3 separate regions of the Sus scrofa genome follow, and regions 2 and 3 are each linked to region 1. Evidence: chromatin contacts called from public HiChIP or PLAC-seq and promoter capture Hi-C data. All regions are on one chromosome and are shown on one strand. The core of a region is the stretch at or near the end of the contact, and the rest is flanking DNA. Distances in the headings are between cores, read along the strand shown. Region 1 holds the start of SEC24B (protein transport protein Sec24B). Region 2 holds the start of CFI (complement factor I). Region 3 holds the start of GAR1 (H/ACA ribonucleoprotein complex subunit 1).

What was found. Promoter capture Hi-C pulls out the DNA fragments that hold promoters and counts their contacts. HiChIP or PLAC-seq counts read pairs in DNA pulled down with a chosen protein or histone mark.
Region 2: a contact with region 1 is called in a promoter capture Hi-C map of liver, with 4 times the contacts expected there. The contact joins the promoter of CFI here to the promoter of SEC24B in region 1. A contact is called at or near these places in 2 of 5 promoter capture datasets (fetal liver and liver) and 1 of 47 Hi-C or Micro-C datasets (liver).
Region 3: a contact with region 1 is called in an H3K27ac HiChIP or PLAC-seq map of alveolar macrophages. The contact joins the promoter of GAR1 here to the promoter of SEC24B in region 1. A contact is called at or near these places in 3 of 5 promoter capture datasets (fetal liver, fetal skeletal muscle and liver), 32 of 47 Hi-C or Micro-C datasets (adipocytes, adipose tissue, alveolar macrophages and 19 more) and 2 of 2 datasets of contacts at active chromatin or transcription factors (alveolar macrophages and skeletal muscle).

Annotation. Positions count from the first base shown.
Region 1 is chr8:112,761,575-112,764,390 of Sscrofa11.1, forward strand. SEC24B (protein transport protein Sec24B) reads right to left here and starts at 1,296. Exons shown (of 23, transcript XM_021101681.1): 1 at 987-1,296. The coding sequence starts at 1,113.
Region 2 is chr8:112,429,359-112,432,083 of Sscrofa11.1, forward strand. It overlaps CFI (complement factor I), which reads left to right and starts at 1,466. Exons shown (of 13, transcript XM_013989347.2): 1 at 1,466-2,725. LOC102157627 reads left to right here. Exons shown (of 2, transcript XR_001304070.2): 2 at 445-1,096.
Region 3 is chr8:112,412,857-112,415,926 of Sscrofa11.1, forward strand. It overlaps GAR1 (H/ACA ribonucleoprotein complex subunit 1), which reads right to left and starts at 1,421. Exons shown (of 7, transcript XM_003129252.3): 1 at 1,133-1,421; 2 at 603-813. The coding sequence starts at 801. LOC102157627 reads left to right here and starts at 1,459. Exons shown (of 2, transcript XR_001304070.2): 1 at 1,459-1,739.

The DNA.
Region 1 (2,816 bases), core at 46-2,545:
CTTACAAACGCAGTCATTATTCAATTACTTTCCACAGTTCTCCTCTGAAACACTATCGTCTATAAAGAGAGCCCTCCCCACCTCCCCGGCCGCATCCAGGAACATTCCAAATCTCAAGATTAGGGAATGGATATCCTAGAGCTGATCATTTTTCAGCTGAAACTCCTGCATACCAAAAGCCCATGACCTTAGCACCAAAGCAGCTTTCCCGTTGCACTGGCTGCTGCCGTTGGGAAGGCCCTGCCTCAAACAGGACCAACTCTGTCACGTTTTTTGGATTTATGAAAGTGCAGCTGGGGGTGGGGTGGAGTGGGGAACCTGCCAGATCTAAAAGTATTCGTTTAAATCCGTTTGACACCTGCCTCCTTCAAACACGACAAACTCCAAACATTTGAGCAGCCGCCGCAGCAGCATTGGACAGATCTTGAGGCCAAACTAGGTCAGGGTTACGGTTACACTTACGTTGCACATTAACACCCTTTGTCTACAAACTTGAACACTAAGTTAAGTTCCCTTCCAGGCAGCGTGCTCGCTGGGCCTCAGAATCGGTGCAGTCTTCCCGAGACAAGAAGGGCACCAACCACCCTGCTCCATGGCTACACCAGCCTTCTCCGGACCACGCACTCTGCGGCCTCGGCAAGGCCGGGTCTCTCGGAGAAGGGGTCGCTTGGGGGTAACTCTCCTGCGCCCAAGCTGCATAACACGGATTTCACAGGGTATCTGGGCTCCCCCTTTTCTAGGGCCCCTACTTATCCGGGCGGTTTCGTGCCTGGGGTCACACTACCGTAACAGCCCAGGGCCCCGATTCCCCAGGTCTGAACCCCCGCCGGGGCGCCCCTCCCCCCACGCCCGAACCCTGCAGCCCCCCTCCCCCGACCCTTACAGCCCCCCTTCCCACCAGCCCCGCCACCGCCCCGCCCGGTCGGGCCGCGCAGGCTGCCGGGCCGGCACTAGGCCCCGCGCTCCGCCCCGGCTGCCCGCCTCACCGTTCTGCTGGTGCGGCCCCAAGCCCGGGACCGCGGGCGCGGCGGCTCCTGGGGCGGCGGCTCCGCCAAGCTTGGGAGGGATCCGGGCGCTGGCGGCCGGATGAGGAGACCCGGCAGGAGCCGACATGACGGCGCTACTGGCGGCGGCCGCGGCTCTGCTTCGGGGAGGTGGGCGGAGGGAAAGGAAGGCGGGGCCGGAGAGGAAGAGGAAGGAACGCGCGCGGCGTCACCGAGGGAGTCACCCGGGACCGCGGCGGGAGTGCCGCGCTCCACCCCGGAGCTCAGCTCGCCGCCGCGGGTGCCGGGACCCCGGTCCGCTCCGCCCGGCCCTGCCCTGTCCTGCCCTGCTCTGCCCTGCCCTGCCCTGCCGCCGCCCCGAGCCGGGAACCGCGGGACTCCCACCCCGGGTCGCTCACCGCAAGCGCGGGCGGCGAGCGCCGCAGCGCCCCCTGCAGGCGGAGCCCGGCGCGCCCAGGCCGGAGGCAGGGCCCGGGGCGGCGGCCTGCCGGCCAGCCCTACAACCTCCGGGCCCGGCGGAGCTGCTGAGGCCTCCCGGCGAGAGGGATGGATCCGGATAGTAGGGGCTCTGGGCCCACTTTCACGTGGGGTGGAGGCTGGAGCGCTGCGGGCCGGGATGGGGCAGTGCCGGGAGAGGGGTTTGGGAGCTGCGGGGTGACATCCGGAGCCCCGGGCAACGCCGGGCTGGACTGACCCCACTCACCATTCCTCGGAAGAGGAACCCTGGGTTTGGCTTTGTACTTATTTTAATCCTGAGGGTTTTTCTTTTTTTTTTTTTTTAATTTCCTTTTTCTCCCTTAAGGTTAAATTCCAAAGGAAATAGGCATTCCAGCTTCTCGTCCGTGGGGAATTACAATCCCGGGCAAAGGAAGAGGAATTTACTTAAAATCACTGACTTAAACCGGGAAAGGGGGTACTAGAGTAAGAGAAACTGAAGGGCAAACTTTATCTGCCTCATGATTTTTTGCAAGGGGTTGGCTCATCCTGTTAGGATTGAAAAGAGGAGCTGTAGCATCCGAAGCAGGAATTCAGCTTGCTTTGTCTACCTTGATGAAATCTTTGAATCTCCGGTCTGTCCCAGCATGCTAAGTGGCAAGCAAGCCCTGGAGTTCATCACTCAAGTCATTTTGCCATCGTTCGGAATCCCGAGTGTGCCACAATCATTCTGTATTAGAAATGAAATTGTTCAAAAACAGCAAATTCCGAATGGGTTCCAGCAAGATATTTCTGGAGTGACAAGGCTAATTACTGAATGATTATGCCAAGCATAAAATGCCCTATAGCCCGAGAAAAATGCAAAGCTTCACTTTAGTTGTGGCCATGAATTAATGATACTTTGTGTTCGATACACCAAATGAATTACAAACAGGATTTCAGTAGCTGGATTTGGACTTTTTAAAATTTGTCTTTACTCTTATTTCCATAATTCTGGTTAATTTTTCCTTTTCATTTTATACACGGATAAGCAACTTAAACAATAGTTTACATTATCATAACCAGAAGCTAAAATATACTAGTTCCTGCATGTGAAAAATACCTTAAGCTAAATTCGTAGGTTTTAAAAACCAATGATGTTTTTAAATGTAAATTTTTAGAATCTTTAGAGAAAATTATATTGTGCACAGAAGACAGTCCTGTCCTGGAAAGCAATATCCCATTAATAAAAACTGCTTGAATTTTTAACATTTTGGGTAGATAATTTCAAAGAAATAAAATGTAAGAGAAAGTAGTATAATAGATCATCAAATATTCACCAACCAGCATCACTTGTTAGTTCAGGGCTAATTTTGCTTCATCTATACTGACACCAAC
Region 2 (2,725 bases), core at 216-2,715, 330 kb before region 1:
ACAGAAGAATGCTCTCAAAGAAGTTGGTAAAACTTAAATATTTTAGAGGTTTAAAATTTTTAGCTTTTCCATTTCTTCTTAGCTATTAATTTATTTGAATTTTCTCTCTTTCTGAATCAATTCTAAATTTTATTTTCCTTGAAATTTTCTTCCATATCTTCAGATTATTGATAAATTGCAAATGATTTTATCACTTAAGGGGTCTAAGTGACAAGCCACCAACCCACCTCTGGCTAACTTTAGTAAAAAAAAATTCATTTGGAAGATAATAGGATGCTCGTAATACTGACAGGTGGCTAAGCAACTAGCTTAAGAACTAATAACACTTATCAAGGCCAAAAGAAATCAAAGGAAGCTTATCTCATAGCCAAAACAATCTGACCTATGTGCTGCTGCTGCAATAAACCATTCACAACTGTTTCTTTTGTTCTTTTATCACTTAAGATTCAAAGACCAGAGAGAGACTCTTTGATTTAGACCCTGGGCTATAAAAGGGCATGGAAGGAGGCTGGATATGGATTTCTCAACTTCCATTTGGAAAGCAGGTGCCTGGAATTACTGTCCCACCAAAACAACTCATAACAGAAGAAAAAGAATTCCACACAGAAAAGTGGGAGCATATTATGAAAGATAATGTTGCCAGCCCCCTAAAAATGTCCACTTTAATAGTTTTTCTTTAAAATTGTTTTACTCTCTTTTTAAAAATGATTTCTGTAAATGACTCATTGTTTTATTTATCAAGACTACTACTTTTTTACTTTCTGATGTATTTACAATTATTTATCTTTATTATCTCTTTTCTATCATTTTTATTATTTTGATTATTTTTTAAAATAGTATCCTGAGTTGTATGCTTAGTTCAGTTTTTTCAGTGCTTTTTTTGGTTATAAAATGTTTAATATAATTTGGATATATAACTGTCTTTTGTTTTCTTCTGTTCTTTCTAAGCTTAGAAATTCCAACCCCTACCTAAAGTTTAATATCTGTTTCAGGAGCTCCCATTGTGGCTTATCAGGTTACGAACCCAACTAGTATCCATGAGGATGCGGGTTCAATCCCTGGCCTCGCTCAGTGGGTTAAGGATCTGGCACTGCCGCAGCCTGTGCATAGGTTGCAGATGCATCTTGGATCCCGAGTTGCTGTGGCTGTGGCATAAGCTGGCAGTTGCATCTCCAACTTGACCACTAGCCTGGGAACTTCCATATGCTGCAGGCACAGCCCTAACAAAGAAAAGGAAATATTTATTTCAATCAAATTTCTCTTAGAGATAAGAAACTTGATTCTACTTTTAGTATATTATAGAGTATAGCAATACAAGTTTGGTCAGGAAAACTGAAATCACTATAAGCATTTTAAACAAAAGAATATTAGAAAATGGGTTGAACAACAGTATACATTTATTGTTTTTTTCATAGGACTTATCTCACAACTTCTGCCATAAAGTCTGAAGAGCTCTGAGTATTATCTGGACTTCCTGTAAAACATTGCATCTTTTTTTTTTTTTTTTACATTGATGGCATTATCTTAATCAGAGCAGATAAGCAAAAGGTGACTAGCAGGCCAAATGCCTTGATAAGACACTCATGCTCCTCATGGCAGGCAATAAATCCTAGCACATCAGTAAAATTTTAGGAAAACAGTGCTCAGAAACTTTCCAGGACATCTTCTCTAGAGTAAAGGACAAATTATTTTGTCTTGTACTTCATTTCACAAAGAAGGAAGCACAAAACTTATCCTTTCTGGGAATACTCCCTTTGGGGAATGTTTGATTTGGGAGCAAATATTTCACACTGAAGAATACTGCTCTGGCTACCAGGGCAGGAAAGAGTTCTGCACTAATCCAGAGGCCTATGGTATTGGAAGTATCCATGGTGAGAAAAAACATTGCAGTGCTGAGGAAGACCCAGTGGGAGAACTGTAATATAGGACCCTGGAGTTCTGGAATGAGGCCATGCCATCTGCAGCAGAGAATTTTATATTCTTTTTGAGAAACGACTTCTGCACTACTGGACCCTGGCAAATGTGGAATAATTGAACTTGACACTATGTCATCATGTGGCAGAAATGTCCACTATGAGCTGGAATCCTAGCAGACCCATGAAGCACAAGATTGAGCAGGCCCGGCAAAAATCTAAGATGAAAGTGTTACACCTGGAACCAAATACAAGCAGGAGCAAAGGGCACAAGCAAAGTACATGAGCAGGTGACCCAGATTTCCTCCTTTCCCCCGAAGCCAAACTGTTGCACCCCTGTCGCTTCCTCAACTCACACCTCTGGCTCTAGGGGAAACCCTATGACCAGCTGAAGGGAGGAGGGAAAAGTTTGGGTTTGGTTCACAGATTGGTTGGTTCAGTGTGTAGGTGCAGCCCCCAAATAGCAGCTGCATTACAGCCACAGTTAGGAATCGCTCTGGCGAAGTCAATGGCGAAGAAAAGTCCTCCCAGTAGGCAGAGCTTCAGGCAGTACACCTGGCCATCCACTGTGTGTGGAAAAATAAGTGGCCTGAGCTTAGACTCTATATGGAATCACAGGCAATAGGAATTGCCTCATCATCTTTTTTCCTAGAATGAAAAATATGCAAAGATTAAGAACAAGAAGGCCTGGGATAGAAACATATAGGAGTAGGGATGAAATGTGAAAACCTTTGTATCAGGTGTTAATGCCCACTAGAGAAAAGTCACTAAATAACCAACAAGATGACTCGGCCGATTGATATCAGCCATTC
Region 3 (3,070 bases), core at 171-2,670, 350 kb before region 1:
CTTAGCAAAGAAACTTAATTCTAAATCACAGATTTCTTATCTATAAAATGAGAACAGCAAGAGTAAGCACACAATATTACCTACTTAATATCTCCCTTTCAGGACTTCCCGTTGTGGCTTAGAGGGTTAGATCCTGACTAGTATCCATGAGGATGCGGGTTCCATCCCTGGCCTCGCTCAGTGGGTCAAGGATCCAAAGTTGCCACAAGCTGTGGTGTAGGTCGCAGACATGGCTCAGACAACACAGTGTAGGCTGGCAGCTGCAGCTTTGATTAGATCCCTGGCCTGGGAACTTCCATATGCTACAGGTGCTGCCCTAAAAAGTAAATGTCTCCCTTTCCGCCCAAGCTCAAGTTCCAACTCCACGATGCGGTCTGTGTTTCCTTCAGCTTTCTGAAGGAAAGTCAATTTAAGTCAGTTTACAGCCTTGCCATAGACTTGACTCCTCAACCAAGCAGCAGCCTCGGTATGACAAGAGCGAGCTGCTAGATCTATCTTTCAGCACCCAACTCCTTGTCAAACTTCCTAATAACACAAATCCACAAACTCTGCCCCCCCTCCCCCTCCGCTCCCAAGCAGCCCAAACTCAGAAGCCGACATACACACGACTTGTTCCGGAGGTCCTTGGTCTTGGCCTTTGTTAAAGCCTCCGCGGCCGCCCCCACGTCCAAATCCTCCTCTGCCGCCGCCGCCTCTGAAATTACCGCCGCCTCCACCTCGGAAGTGGTTGTTGCCGCTGCCGCCGCGACCGAAGCCGCCACCTCGATTAAAGCCTCCACGACCCCCGCCTCGAAAAGACATGCTTGCTCCTACCTAGAGAGAAAAACAGTGCATGCTTTTCGGTTGCTATGGCCTCTGGGTACACCAACTAACCCCTCTAGGCTTCGGTCAGAAGCTATAGAGAAACAACAATAATAAGCAACCCGCCACCTCAGCCACGGCTGGGCAGCCCGTGACCAGCCGAAAGGATGTCACCTCCCCGTAGCCCTGTGAGCGCCAGCAGACCACGCACCAGCCCCGTCGCCCCCGGTGAGTACCTCCTCCCCCAGCAAGCAGCAAGTTCTTCAGCCACATCCCCTCCCTCCCTCTGCTGGGTTCAGGGTCCAGCATTCTCGGACTACCCGCCACTCACCGGCGCCACGTGCACCTCAGGGCTGGGCGCGCACACCCACCCGCCCGGTACTTCCGCCGCGCACGAGCCTCTTCGGCCGCCGTACGGGCACAAAATAGGGGGGCAGGAAAACTGACTAGAAATTCGAAAAACGGGTGTGCAAAACCAGCCAGTCTCCAACAGAACCAGAGACGCTGTCACCTGTCCGAAACAGCCTTCAGCTCTGGACGAGTATCAGTAATATCTAACGTCAACCGCTAGTTTACGACAGCAAGGTCCACTTGCCTAATGGGAGCAGAGGAAGTGACGTAAAATAGCGGCGTCCTTTGCGGCATGACGTTACTCGCCGGAACTTCTGCCCCGCGAGGTTGCCCTTGGCGATGGTTGGCATCAGGCACCGCCCCTCTCCCAGTGGCGAGGCGGGCTTGCAGTGGGAGCCAGTTGTCCTTGTGTCCTGGTTTCTCTGGCTATGTTGCGGTCCCCTTGTTGCTCACTTGGTTGAGACTCTAGCAACTACGCTGTCCAGGGCTCTGAGCCGCGCTTTGCTGGGAGGTGGATTTGGCTGCGACGGAACCCAGTGGAAGGACTTGCCTGCGTTCTTTAGTGCCGCTTGTTCCGATTTTTTGAAGTACGCAAGACTGTGAGCTGTGCTGCACCCGTCGTTCACTGTGGTTTCACTAAAGGAAGAAAAAAATGCGTGTGTGTGTGTGTATTTTAAAAGAAACTGTGTTATCTGATATAGCCAGGCCATATTTATATCTTTTGTATTAGAGAGTTTTTTACTTTGTCAAATACGTTTTGACCACAGTCGGTACACTATACTACAAGTCCCTCTCCCCTTCTATCTTTAAGCCTTTGAAATCTGACTTGACCTTCCGCTAGAATTTCTCTACCAAAGAAAGCTAGCGTCTATTTATTAAATTTCGTTGGTTTCTTTTCATTGAATCGTCTGAGACCTTACCTTAATATTTAACAGTCAGCCTCTTTTTTGAAAGAATGGGATCAGTACCATTTTCAGAGGGTAATTTACATTGTGGAAGAACTTAGTAAACTTAACTATGGAAGTATAGAATTAGTTTGTCTTACACACTGAAGTATAAGCTTCTTGAGAAAGCACCTAGTTTGGTAGACGAATTTTTATTCAGATTTGATAAATGTACTTTAAATTCTATACATCATACAGATGTAGAATTATTCATATGTTCAGTGTTTTATCTCCATCCGGTGTCCCACTTTTATCTCCAACTCAGTGTGACGAGACCATTGAACTTTTATGGGACCTTCAAGAATACACGGTGCCCTTTTATTTTGCATGTAAATGAGGTAACTTTCTCATCTCGTTAGAGGGACAAACTAGAAACATGGATTCTCACAGTTCTTGATCCCTTTTCTGCACCGCCATTGCAAGCTCACTCCTTCCTCTTCCAGATTATTCATCATTCCAATTCCCTGTTTGTCCTCATGGTAGCATCATACTCTTGGTTTCCAAATCTTTGGACTCAAACCTTTGAGCACTCCTCTGTCATCGTTGTCATCATTCCACCCAACCTTGGCTTTGAAGTCTCTTTTTTCTGAAACTATCAATTTCTACTGATTCCTTCTAGCTTTGTACAGTCATCACAGGCCTTCTTTTGTCACTGTTATTCCTTCCCTAAATCACCCAATATAATCTACAACAACTCAGGTCCAGAAATAATAGTAGTGAACTACAACATCCTCACATTCTGAGCATCTTTATTGTCTCAAAATAAATGGTTCTGGGCTTAACTTTTCTTCCTCCCATCTCTACTGCACGTGATGACATACTGAACTTATTACAAGTTTCTTCATTCCATAGCCACCCTCAGGACCTCAAATAGTTCCCCATTTCCTTTAGCTACAAGCCTAAGGTAAAATCTTTCCTGTGACCAGGGCTTCTATATAATTAATTTTATTTTCCTCCAATGCTATACACTATTT